Linked DNA regions of Mus musculus: all the other regions are linked to region 1. The links are chromatin contacts, called in public promoter capture Hi-C maps. All regions are on one chromosome and are shown on one strand. Each heading gives the region's core, a stretch centred on a gene start, on an enhancer-like site or on the middle of the called end of the contact. The rest is flanking DNA. Distances are from core to core; before and after follow the strand shown. Region 1 holds the start of Zik1 (zinc finger protein interacting with K protein 1). Region 2 holds the start of AW146154 (expressed sequence AW146154). Region 3 holds the start of AI987944 (expressed sequence AI987944). Region 4 holds the start of 1600014C10Rik (RIKEN cDNA 1600014C10 gene).

Region 1 (2,899 bases), core at 120-2,619:
CATAACTGTTAACTGTGAGATTGAAACATTCCATTCTTAAGTAGGCAGTTGAGACAATGCAAAATAGCTTCAGAAAGTGCCCCCCCCCAAAAATGAGATTTTCAAGGCACATTTTTCCTTAATAAACCAAGCTGCAAAGAAGACTGCGTCCAGACCAGTTAGTTTCCTAGAAGTAGTAGAAAGCTCAGCTAGCCACTTGGAAATTTAGACAACTGAGTATCATTGAAAAGACACTCCAACCTGTTCAATTGACTTTCACTGTTGGTATTTGTTGATATTTTAGTTTGACTCATGCTCTGTAACCATGCTAGCCCAGAACTAATAATTCTCTTCCCTCTGGCATCCTTTGTAGGAATTGCATGGTGTACATCAGCATGAGTTACAACTTTAGCTATCTCTGGTCCTGAGATTGATGGATGCCAAATATACAAATACAGACAAACACAAAACTTTTCATATGCTAGGAGTTTAAGATTTGCTTGAACTCTGTTTAACTTTGTCTTTTTTGTAGTTGTGTACAAGAGTTACATTTAGTTTATGGCCAGTTGGTGGCTGCTGCTCTCTACCTCTATAAGCGGCGCCCTCAGGAGAGGGCGAGTTGCAGAACTTGCTGGCCTCACACAGATCCTGATTTCTTTTTTTTCCTGGAGAGGCAATTTCTGCTTTTTATTGATATTCAGGCTAGTCAGCCAACTTTCTAGCTACCGGACAGATCTAGTTGAAGCTTAAGGAGCTGTGTGTGTTCTCTTAGGGCAACACTGAAGAAGAGGCAAATCAAGTGCCATAGGAGTGGTATTAGAATACAAAGGGAGGGGGTATTTAAGCAGACAACAGGGAAATGTAGGAGTCACTATGGATTTAAATTCGACTCCCTGCAAGTGGCTTCCAACAGTGGACTAGGAGGCCAAGTGCCCTGAGCTAGTTCAAGAGGCTAGGCATGGGCTCTCCATCGGATGTCTGCCCAGCATTTGGGTACACATGGAGAAATCCCGCAGTTCCCCCGGAGTTTGAGTTCATCTATACAACCACAGCCTCTTTTGACCTCCAGTCTAGCATCCTTGTATTCTGTTTGCCCCCAAGTTGGAAAACACTGGGGTGGGTGGCCCCAGACTATGGCCGAGGACTTCAGAAAAGAAGACAGATGAAAAGGGTTGTTTGCTAGCGTACATGGCGCTTCCCAGCACACATCCCTTTTGGCCTTTGTTCCAGGTGATGAAGTTGCACAGCTTCCCCACCCACAGACGCATATCTGAAGGAACTACGTTACCCAGAATGCACTATCCACAGAGAGAGGAGCATGAGCCAATGAGAATTTAGGATAGTACCATCTTCGGGTTTGGCTGGAGGAATGGGGCGGGATTTCCGGCTGCGCTCTGTGGCGCTCATTTTAGCGGTTTTTGGGTCCCTCCTTCCAGATCGTGTGCAAGACCCCTTTGTCCAGAGGTGTACGGATCGAAGAATCTCAAAGGAGCGGTTCTAAGGGCGTAATATTCATCGCAGCCCCGGCACTGACAGTGGCAGTATTGTCCAGGTCCCTCGTCCCCGTTTCCCCGTTGTCTGCGCTCGCTTACTTGGATGGCTGTGCCCACGCTCATGCACCAGGCTTAGGTAAGTGGTGCGACATTTGTGGCTCCCTTGTCCTCGCCACTTATCTTGCAGAGTCGGAATTAGGGAGTCCCCTTAAGTCGCTACTCCCCAGATCCCTGTATTAGTAGGAGTACGTGATTCGGCTTTTCTATTTGCAAAGCTACAATGAGGAGGCGGAGTGGTACAGCCAGGGCCATAGTGTGTGTAATTTCTTGGAGCGACGCTGAAGTGTGGACTATTTAGGCCCGTAATAATGAGATGAAGTGTTGTACCATTTTCCCCATGACAGGAATTCGTGTTATGGAAAAACTACACAGACTTGAGTGTGGGTTTTAGGGTTTCCAAAAAGCTGCTGCTCGTGATGAGAGTATGTATGTATATATGTATGTATATTCTCATCTCAGCTAGTTCTTGGACCACCCTAGGGTTTTCCAACCTGGGAGTTGTGTGGAGATATATTATAGGCCAGTTGAGTCATTGTTCAAGGGTCCATAAGTAAGCACAAGCACTGAGGATTTAGGATCAGATGTAACGAGGGCATCCCTATGTCACTTTGCTCCGGGTTGGGAGAGGGTATAGGAAAACCTAAAGCTTTGGGTCCCTGCCATCATTCATAACATCTCTCATCTCACAGGTGTCCATGACTGCAGAAATGGATATGGCCCTCATGCAGGTGAGGAGAATATGTCCTAGGCTGTCACTGAGATATTTGTCTTGAGTCAAAGGGGCCTTAACAAATTGAAGATTGGAGTAGTTCCTTTTGGTAACAAACAATAGAATGTGATCTGTAAGGTTGACGCAGGCATTGATTGGCATGTGTAAATGTTTGGAGATGAGGCTCATGTGGTTCATAGAACCCCAAGTGTTTTCTTCTGAGGGAAGTGAAAGCAGCAGGGCAGGATTCAGATCTGGAATGAATCTCAGCGTTCTGCTTTAGAGTGATGAGAGTAATTCAACATTTAGGGAAAGGAAAGGGAAGAGGAGGGAGGTGATCTAATCTTAGTCACATAAGCCTCCATGTTTCTGTGGCATGGAGAACCCAGTTATTGTGAGGAAGTCAATAAGACCATGGGGGAAGCTGCCATAATAGTTTGGGAAAGTGTTAGCAGTGATTACACCAGGGTGAAGATGGAGGAAGTGGCAGGAGTCTAGATTAGTTTTGAAATTGGAGCTGCTTAGAGTCTCAGATTTTAAAGAAGGGAAGATACTATTTATACAGGCTGTAGGACAGTGGTTCTCAACCTTCCTAATGCTGCCATCCTTTAGTTCCTCATGTTGGGGTGACCCTCAATCATAAAATTATTTTCATTGC
Region 2 (2,899 bases), core at 180-2,679, about 31 Mb before region 1:
GCAGTCGGGTGCTCTAACCCACTGAGCCATCTCACCAGCCCAAAATAACAAATCTTACAAGAATAGAAATCACAGATTCATCCATAATTTGGAGAGGAGCTGGGTCTGGCACTGTGCAGTTGGGGGCAGAGCTCTGGACATTACAAAGCTATCCAATGAGCCCCAAGTGCTATTTGTGAATTGTCTATCTCCAAATCTACCTTATACATACTTGGTGTTCTAAAATGTTAAGTTTTTCTCGACCCAGCTTTCCTGCCAGCTAGACACAGGTAGGAGAAGGCAGAAGAAGTATCTGAGCCTGGGGTAGAGTCTGTAGCTTCTGAATACAATCCAAGTCAGAGCATCTCATATTGAGAGACAACTTCACAGTCAGTTAGATGCAGGTGGGGTCGGAACTATGTATGCTGCACCCGGAGCTCCCTGAGCCACTGTGCCTTACAGCCTTAAGTCAAAACACACAAAGACAGATCAGATACCTAAGACAACGATATTTAGAATTGGCCTTTTCTGCTTCTAAGTCCGTAAATTCTTATATTGTGCCTTCCTCTAATTTAGTCGCCCCCCTCCCCCACCCTATGGTAACACACGAGGAAGCACTAGACAAGTGGACAAAACACAAAACAGGAGTCAACAATATAGATTGAATTGGTGTTACACAGAGGTTTCATCAATCTAGGAGAACTTAACCGATGGGAGACTGTTTCAGCGGACTCCTTGTATAATCCCTGGAATTCCTGGTATCCTCTGGAAGTCTCTGATTAGTTGGACAGCCTAGGCATTGGGACCTAGCTGAAGTTCTCAAGTGCGGGGTTACTTAAGTTTCTACCTCCCAGCGTCAGTAGAGGGCGTTTCCAGAGCTCCCATGGCAAATAACTGATCAGAAAATAACTGATGGCCCTGGATGAACTCCCAATTACGTAGAAATTACTAAAACAAACAAGCAAACAAACAAACGATAGGTATCTCTCAATTGCCCGAACGGGTGTACAAACTCCATCCCCTTAACCAGAATCCAGGAACCAACAGGAAGCTTACTGTTTTTCTCCGAGTCTGCCATTCACCCCGGGAGTCTGCAGAGGGAACGCATTTCCCGGAGACCTTGGCTGGGTCAGCCCACCCCTCGATTATCCGGAATGAAGAGCGAATTTGGGACCATTATTTCCTTATGCGCTTCCATACCTTAAACCTGAGTTTTATTGGAAAACCAAATCAACCATTTCCGTCCAAATTTGAAGCAACCGTTTATTAAATATTAAGTACTGACCAAGCGGTGGATCTGGATCAGAAATATCCACAGAATTTCCCAGCTGGGATAGCCCCCGGTCACATGTTGTAGGGCTTTATACAGATAATCAATTTGGCCACCGTACTTTCCCACGAGGACTTGTTACTTACAAAGAACTACAATTCCCAGCATTCCTAGAAGTAACCTGGTTCCTGGGCAGGTGAGGCTTACAGGTCAAATTTGGGAATTACAATTTTCAAGCTTGATTTCCATTACATATCCACCTTCATTTCCGGAGGAAGAAGGGGAAGTGCCTAATGAATAAAGGTAGTTCAAGCAAGCTCCAGATTCCACCACGACTTAGAAAGCGCAGGGTCGTTGTTTACAAAGGGGAGGAGCAGGCAGCTGGGCGGCAGGAGCTGAGGTGATGGGTCCTTCCCGGTGCGGGATGGAAAGACAGACGGGTAGAATACAGACACAAGTGCTACTGAAATGCAAATCTCTATGTATCTGGAAAAGGTCTGGTACTGTACTGGAAGACCCGGCCAGCAACCATCATGCGGAGTCTCATCTGCACACCCTAACCCTCAGGGAGGTACTCGCGTTACTCAAGACTTAAGGGCCAATCAGAGCCTTGAGGTGGACCTGCCAGTCAGAAAAGGAGGCGGGATCTTCCGGGTGCCTTGCGGCAGCTTCAGCTCTGTAGCGGAGCGGGCTGGAAAAGTTCTGATTGTTTTTCTCTAAGCGCTGCTGCTGGGTGCTGTGAGGGAAGCTCTAGCAAATTGCTAATTCGCGACATGGTGAGTGCAGAGCCACTGCCCACAGGGGGGAGGAGCAGGCAGTTGTGTTGCAGGAGCTGGTATGGTGGCTTGTCCCTGGGTCTGGGTGGTAAGTGTGGCCAGATCTGACCACCTGTTACTTCCCTTTTTGTCCTAGTCATTCCCTGAACCCAGCAGTGGATGTGAATAACTTCGCTATGAGGGCTGCATCTGCTCAAAGCATCTGGCACAGAGACTTGTGTGTGGAAACATCCTTAGCAGGATGTCAAACTCAGGCCTAGTTTCTCTTTACTTCTAAAAGTTAACTCCCCTATCATTTAACATTTAGCTGTAAGACCTATTTGGAGTTAATTCTGTAGAGGTTGTAAAAGGCATTTCATGTTGGGTAGCACTCCAATATCAAACTGTGATGAAGAGTAGAATTGATGATGTTAAAGGATTTACCAATGCTTAGGAGATAGTAAGGGACAGCAAGTAGAGTTTAGCTGAGGGAGGAATGCCTCTGAGACACCCTACAGATAAGTAGTGTGCTAACCAGACCCGTTAGAGATCAGGATGCTAGGATAGATATATTTGTTCACTAGGATTGTCCAGAAAAGTGCTCCAGTGCTTAACAAAGGAGGCTACTCTGATTGGCAACCAGCCACTAGGGCCATCCTCATAGCAAAGAACTGGCTGCTCAAGGGAGCGTTCTAGAGTCCCAATCAACATTAAAGGCTGTTTATCACAAAGTGCTGCTAGTTTTCTTCTTGAGAAAAAGCATAGTTCTGCCATATTCGCAGGAGAACACCGGCTGGCAACTCTTTGAAAAGGGAAAACACTGTTGGGTCCAGGACTGGCTTGATCAAGCAAGGCTTTCTGTGAGGCCCTTATGTATAGAAAATGGCATAGCTCT
Region 3 (2,899 bases), core at 177-2,676, about 31 Mb before region 1:
TAAAGACTGAATTGGTGTCGCACAGAGGTTTCACCAGACTGATTATGACAATTTTACCAATAGGATTGTGTTTCAACTGATTTCTTGTATAATCCCTGGACTGCCTGGTATCCTCTGGAAATTGCTTTGTTGAACAGCCTAGGCGTTGGAACCCAGGTGAAGTTGCCACATACTGGGCCACTGCAGTTTCTGTCACCCAGCGTCAGTAGATGGCATTTCCAAGGCTCCAAGGCAAATAACGGATCAGAAAATAACTGATGGCCTTGGATGAACTTCCAACTACGCAGAAATTACTCAATAAATAAATACATAAAAATAAAGAATAAAAAAGTAAAATAAAAAAATAGGCGTCTCCCAATTGCCCGAATGGGGTGTACAAACCCCATCAATTTCACCCTGTTTATCAGACAGGGTATCTCTTAACCATAATCCAGGAACCAACAGGAAGCTTACTGTTTAGAGTCTGCCATTCACCTTGGGATTCTGCAGAGGGAATGCATTTCCTGGAGACCCTAGACACAGCTGGGTCAGCCCACCCCTCCATTATCCGGGATGAAAAGAGAATTTGGGGCTTTTTCTCTTCCTCCTCCTCCTCCTCCTCCTCCTCCTCCTCCTCCTCCTCCTCCTCCTCCTCCTCCTCCTCCTCCTCCTCCTCCTCCTCCTCCTCCTCCCCTCCTCCTCATCCTCCTCCTCCTCCTCCCCCCCCCCTCCTCCTCCTCCCCCCCCCCCACCACCATTTCGGTCCAAATTAAAAGCAACAGTTTATTAAATATTAGGTACTGACCAAGAGATGGACCTGGGTCAGAAATATCCGCAGAATTTCCCAGCCGGAATAGCCCCCGGTCACATATTGTAGGGGTTTATACAGATAATCAATTTGGCCACCGCACTTTCTCACGAGGGTTACTTAGAAAAAAAAACTACAATTCCCAGAATCGCTAGAAGTTACCTGGCTCCTGGGCCGGTAACGCTTACAGGCTAATTTTGGCAATTACATACGCAAGCTTGATTTCCATTACATATCCACCTTCATTTCCGGAGGAAGAAAGGGAAGTGCCTAATGAATAAAGCAAAGGTAGTTCAAGCAAGCTCCAGATTTCCCGATTTAGAGAGCTAGGGAGGGCAGGGTCAATTCCTACAAAGGGGAGGAGCAGCCCGAGCTGACGCGGTGGGTTCTCCCCAGAGCTGGATGGGAAGACAGACGGGTATGCTTTTGGAAAACAGGCACAAGCGCTACTGAAATTCAAATCTCTGTGTATCTGCAGAAAGAATGATACTGTAGTGGAAGACCAGGCCAGCAACCAAGCGGAGTCCCATCTGCACATTCTAACCCTAAGGGAGGTTTAATGGCCAATCAGAACCTTGAGGTGGAGCTGTTCATGTTACGCAAGACTTAGTGACCAATCGGAGCCTTGGGGTGGATTTGTCAGTCAGGAGAGAAGGCGGGACCTTCCGGGTTCCTTGCGGCAGTTTCAGCTCTATAACGGACCCTGCTGGAAAAGTTCTGATTGTTTTTCTCTAAGCGCTGCTGCTGGGTGCTGTGAGGGAAGCTCTAGCAAGTTGCTAATTCGCGACATGGTGAGTGCAGAGCCACTGCCCACAGAGGGAAGGAGCAGGCAGTTGTGTAGCAGAAGTTGGTATGGTGGCTTGTCCCTGGGTCTGGGTGGTAAGTGTGGCCAGATCTGACCACCTGTTACTTCCCTTTTTGTCCTAGTCATTCCCTGAACCCAGCGGTGGGCTGTGAATAACTTCACTATGAGGGCGGCATCTGCTCAAAGCATCTGGCTCAGAGACTTGTGTGTGGAAACATCCTTAGCAGGATGTCAAACTCAGAGAGGCCTAGTTTCTCTACTTCTAAAAGTTAACTCCCCCATCATTTAACATTTAGCTGTAAGACCTATTTGGAGTTAATTCTGTAGAAGTTATAAAAGGCATCTCATGTTGGGTAGCACTCCCATATCAAACTGTGGTGTAGAAGAGTAGAATTGATGATGTTAAAGGATTTACCAATGCTTAGGAGATAGTTAAGCGACAGCAAGTAGAGTTTAGCTGAGGGAGGAATGCCTCTGAGACACCCTACAGATAAGTAGTGTGCTAACCAGACCCGTTAGAGATCAGGATGCTAGGATAGATATATTTGTTCACTAGGATTGTCCAGAAAAGTGCTCCAGTGCTTAACAAAGGAGGCTACTCTGATTGACAACCAGCCACTAGGGCCATCCTCATAGCAAAGAACTGGCTGCTCAAGGGAGCGTTATAGAGTCCCAATCAACATTAAAGGCTGTTTATCACAAAGTGCTGCTAGTTTTCTTCTTGAGAAAAAGCATAGTTCTGCCATATTCGCAGGAGAACACCGGCTGGCAACTCTTTGAAAAGGGAAAACACTGTTGGGTCCAGGACTGGCTTGATCAAGCAAGGCTTTCTGTGAGGCCCTTATGTATAGAAAATGGCATAGCTCTTTCTCAAACCCAGGAACATGCTTGACAGAGCCAGGTAGGCCCTCATGTATTGAGAGTAAAATAGAACTTTTCTTTTTCTTTTTCCTTTTTTTCTTCCTTTGTCTTTATTATTAGTAGTAATTATTTTACTTATTTACATTCAAATGTTGTCCCTTCCTGGTCTCCCCTCCACAACCTCCATCCCATCCCCTCCCCTTTGCCTCTATGAGGGTTCCTACCCACTCACCCACTCCTGCCTCACCCTTCTAGCATCCCCCCCTACCCCCAGGGGGGCAACAAGCTTCCACAAGACCAAGCTCCTCCCCTCCCATTGATGTTAGTTAAGGCAGTCCTCTGCTACTGCTACATATGTAGCAGGAGCCATGAACCCACTCATATATACTCTTTGGTTGGTGGTTTAGTTCCTGGGGGCACTGATGGGTCTTGTACTGGCTAGTTTT
Region 4 (2,899 bases), core at 291-2,790, about 28 Mb before region 1:
CAGCTGGGCTTCTGCAGTCTCCAAGGCAAGGCAAGGCTGGCCTAGGTTTCCTGAAGAGTAATTCCAGAAGTTATGGCAGCAACAGGCTTTTGTGGTGAAAGAAAGGTTTGGGACCTGGAGTCTATGTGAAAGCTTTCACTTTCTGAATTCTTCAGGCTCAAGAAATTGAAAGGTAACACGCCCCATTCTCCTCTTTCCAGGGGCCACCTCTGTCTGTCTGCGAGGAAGAGATGGGGGGCGCAGAAGACAGGACCTTCCCACGGGAGCAGAACGACTTCAATAATGCTGTCCTCAAAACAGGTCCTGTTCACCGGAAGTCCATCTGCCAGCCATAGGGAAGACAAAAGCTAACTGGGAGCCCTGATGTCCTATAGTCACCCAGACTGGAGGGAAGATGACAGCAGGGCTCCCATACACAGAGGAGGTGAAAAACTCAAACCTTTGGACAGCAGCCTGACCTGAGTCCAATCAAGTTGTGAGGAACAGAGGAGGAGGCCTCAGAGTAACAGGGGGCTCCATGTTCTTTATAGCAATCTTAGACGAAGCTGGGATTCAAATCCCCAGAGTAGAGGGAGGAAATGTGTCAGGGGTAGGGGGTGGGTAAGGGGAGGCTGCAGGGAGAAACAAACAGAAACTGAGTGGAAAACAGGTCTTTGGCCAAATAGCAATATTTGCTCCCCTGTCTGGAATTCCCCAGTTGTACTCTGTCCTCTGTGAAGTTCATCACCCTGTTCTTCCAGCCTACTAAGTTGTTTACTTACTTGATTGTTGGTATTTAAAAATAAGAAGATATCGAGGGTGTGCTGGCTCCCTCCCATAACCCCAGCATGGGGGAGGCTATGGTAGGACTCCCAGATCAAGACCAGTGAAGGTTACATAGTGAGACCCAGTCTCAAACTAACAGCAATAATACAATCTTACATATATCTTAGATCTTCCTAATTTCTCTTGAAAGATCAGAAGTGGTCAGTGGTAGGTTCGCTACATAGCTCGCAGAGTTAACTGACACCCATCACTCAGCAGCACCGTGCCCTCTGCACCCGGCCATGCATGCACCTTATCTACTTAGTCATAGAAGAACGTTTTTCAACAACAGCTCCAATTAATCTGGCCCTTTGATCCCCTGACATTCATTCCTGGCCATCCCTAAGCTAGAGCCCAGATTTCCTCCCTCTCTGGGCCAAGCACAGCAGTCCGCTAGGCAGAAGGCATAAACTGTGGGAAGACACCGCACCGCGCACGCGCACTCCCAAGCATCCAGGTTGCGGCTGGAAGCGCACGGAGCTGCTGACTACTCCAACCTCGGCGCTGCAGCTTAGGCCTTCAGTGTCTCAGGTCCTTTGCATTGAGATGAACAGCTCTAGCACTGGGCCTGACACCGTAGGGTCCCCGACCGGCTTCGCAGACCCCGGCTTCCCCGCGCGCACCTTTACCGAGCTGGAGTCTGGGACCGCCAAGGCACTGAGGCCGGCTCTGCTCTGCCAGCTCCAGAGAGGCGTTCACAGGCCACCGCCACCCTGGCTCCGCCCTCCCACCTTCCGGCTCCGCCGGCCTTCCGGGTCGCCGAGCTCTGGGTCCCCATGAGTCTGGGTCCTCAAGATGGGACAGGCCTGGGGAAAGATCTTGATGGCGGGGCGAGGCGTCCCTTCCGCGCCCCAGCGTCTGATTGACTGACACCAAGACCCAGGCTAGGAAGCTCTGTGCCTGCGGAAATGGGGAGCATCTGGGAGGGGACTCTGTGTCGCGAGGACCCGCTGCCCCCACTTCCTCTCCGCCTGGCCACCCCACTCAGTGCCCAACCTCACGTTTAGGATCTGGGACGGTTCCTGGAAGGTTCTCCTCGATCGCCCTTTGCGCTGGCTGGGTCTGTGACTTGCCGGACCCTTTCTCCCACAGGGTCCTGGACCTGGGAGATGATAGAGGGGCTTGGCTGTCAGGAGCGACTGCTGGTTAATTAACGCTGGGGCCTGCGTGGGACGCGCAGGGGCTGGTATAGCTTTCAGACCTCCTAAGACCAGAACAGAGCCCACTCCACTTGCAGGGCAAAGGGAGCCACTCAGAAAGAGAGCAGAGTAACAGAAAAATCCAGAGAGGCCTAGGGAGCAGTCCCCGCCCCCTGGTCCCAAGGACTCTAGGGCTGGCCTGAAAATATGCCAAATCTGGTATCTCTCCCAATACTGAACTTTAACCCTGAGCAAAGTCTTGAGTACGCACGGTTGTCAGTGACAAACTAGATACAGAGGGACTGGGCTAGCCAATGCCACCCAAATAGAGAGTGTGGCGAGCGAACTCCAGTCTAGGTCCAAGTGGCCCCTAGCGCGATCTGCCAGGTGGGGGTGGAGAGCTGCTGCGGGCATACAGATGATCTGTGCAGGGCCATATTATTTCTTCTTTTCTGTCTTCTTAGAAGGCCTCGAACCCCTTTTAACATCAAGATTCTCCTGGCTGGAGTGGAAAAGTCTGTGCGTTTTCGAGTAGGAGCTTTTGCCCGAGTTTGGGTGACTTTCAAGAGCCAAAGTTAACTGAGGCTAAGAATAGATTAGCTCCTTGCTCTCTGTGGAGCTATGAGGTGAGGCGCTTCAATGTCCCCCGCGGGCAGCGCCCTCTGGTGGCAAGGTCGAGAACCGGACTCGCTTGTTTTCTCCTTTGCCTAAATATCAGAAGTATGTAGCAATGATGGGAACAGGAAAGTTCAGTGGAGAATAGAGACTAGGCTATAAGACATCCACACCGACGATGAATAAAGCCCTAAAATTATCACCCTGACACCTAGAAGTGTTCCTAGACAGCCAGTAGCGGCTGAGGCCGTCTGTGAAAGAGGTGCACAGTAGGTGTGTGTACATCCACAATCCTGTTACTCAGATAGAGCTCCTTCTGAGGCAGAAAGCTCAACAATTTG

The links. Promoter capture Hi-C pulls out the DNA fragments that hold promoters and counts their contacts.
Region 2: a contact with region 1 is called in a promoter capture Hi-C map of pre-B cells. The contact joins the promoter of AW146154 here to the promoter of Zik1 in region 1. A contact is called at or near these places in 5 of 39 promoter capture datasets (cranial neural crest, frontonasal cranial neural crest, maxillary cranial neural crest and 2 more).
Region 3: a promoter capture Hi-C map of second pharyngeal arch cranial neural crest shows a contact between it and region 1. The contact joins the promoter of AI987944 here to the promoter of Zik1 in region 1. A contact is called at or near these places in 5 of 39 promoter capture datasets (cranial neural crest, frontonasal cranial neural crest, maxillary cranial neural crest and 2 more).
Region 4: a contact with region 1 is called in a promoter capture Hi-C map of the HPC-7 cell line. The contact joins the promoter of 1600014C10Rik here to the promoter of Zik1 in region 1. A contact is called at or near these places in 4 of 39 promoter capture datasets (the HPC-7 cell line, cranial neural crest, frontonasal cranial neural crest and 1 more).

Annotation. Positions count from the first base shown.
Region 1 is chr7:10,493,851-10,496,749 of GRCm38.p6, reverse strand. Zik1 (zinc finger protein interacting with K protein 1) reads left to right here and starts at 1,369. Exons shown (of 4, transcript NM_009577.3): 1 at 1,369-1,608; 2 at 2,222-2,260. The coding sequence starts at 2,228.
Region 2 is chr7:41,498,420-41,501,318 of GRCm38.p6, reverse strand. AW146154 (expressed sequence AW146154) reads left to right here and starts at 1,429. Exons shown (of 4, transcript NM_001033530.3): 1 at 1,429-2,025. The coding sequence starts at 2,023.
Region 3 is chr7:41,391,906-41,394,804 of GRCm38.p6, reverse strand. It overlaps AI987944 (expressed sequence AI987944), which reads left to right and starts at 1,426. Exons shown (of 5, transcript NM_001199330.1): 1 at 1,426-1,578. It overlaps Gm17102 (predicted gene 17102), which reads right to left and starts at 1,107. Exons shown (of 2, transcript NR_166533.1): 1 at 785-1,107.
Region 4 is chr7:38,182,428-38,185,326 of GRCm38.p6, reverse strand. It overlaps 1600014C10Rik (RIKEN cDNA 1600014C10 gene), which reads right to left and starts at 1,540. Exons shown (of 4, transcript NM_028166.3): 1 at 1,428-1,540. It overlaps D530033B14Rik (RIKEN cDNA D530033B14 gene), which reads left to right and starts at 1,545. Exons shown (of 1, transcript NR_165180.1): 1 at 1,545-2,755.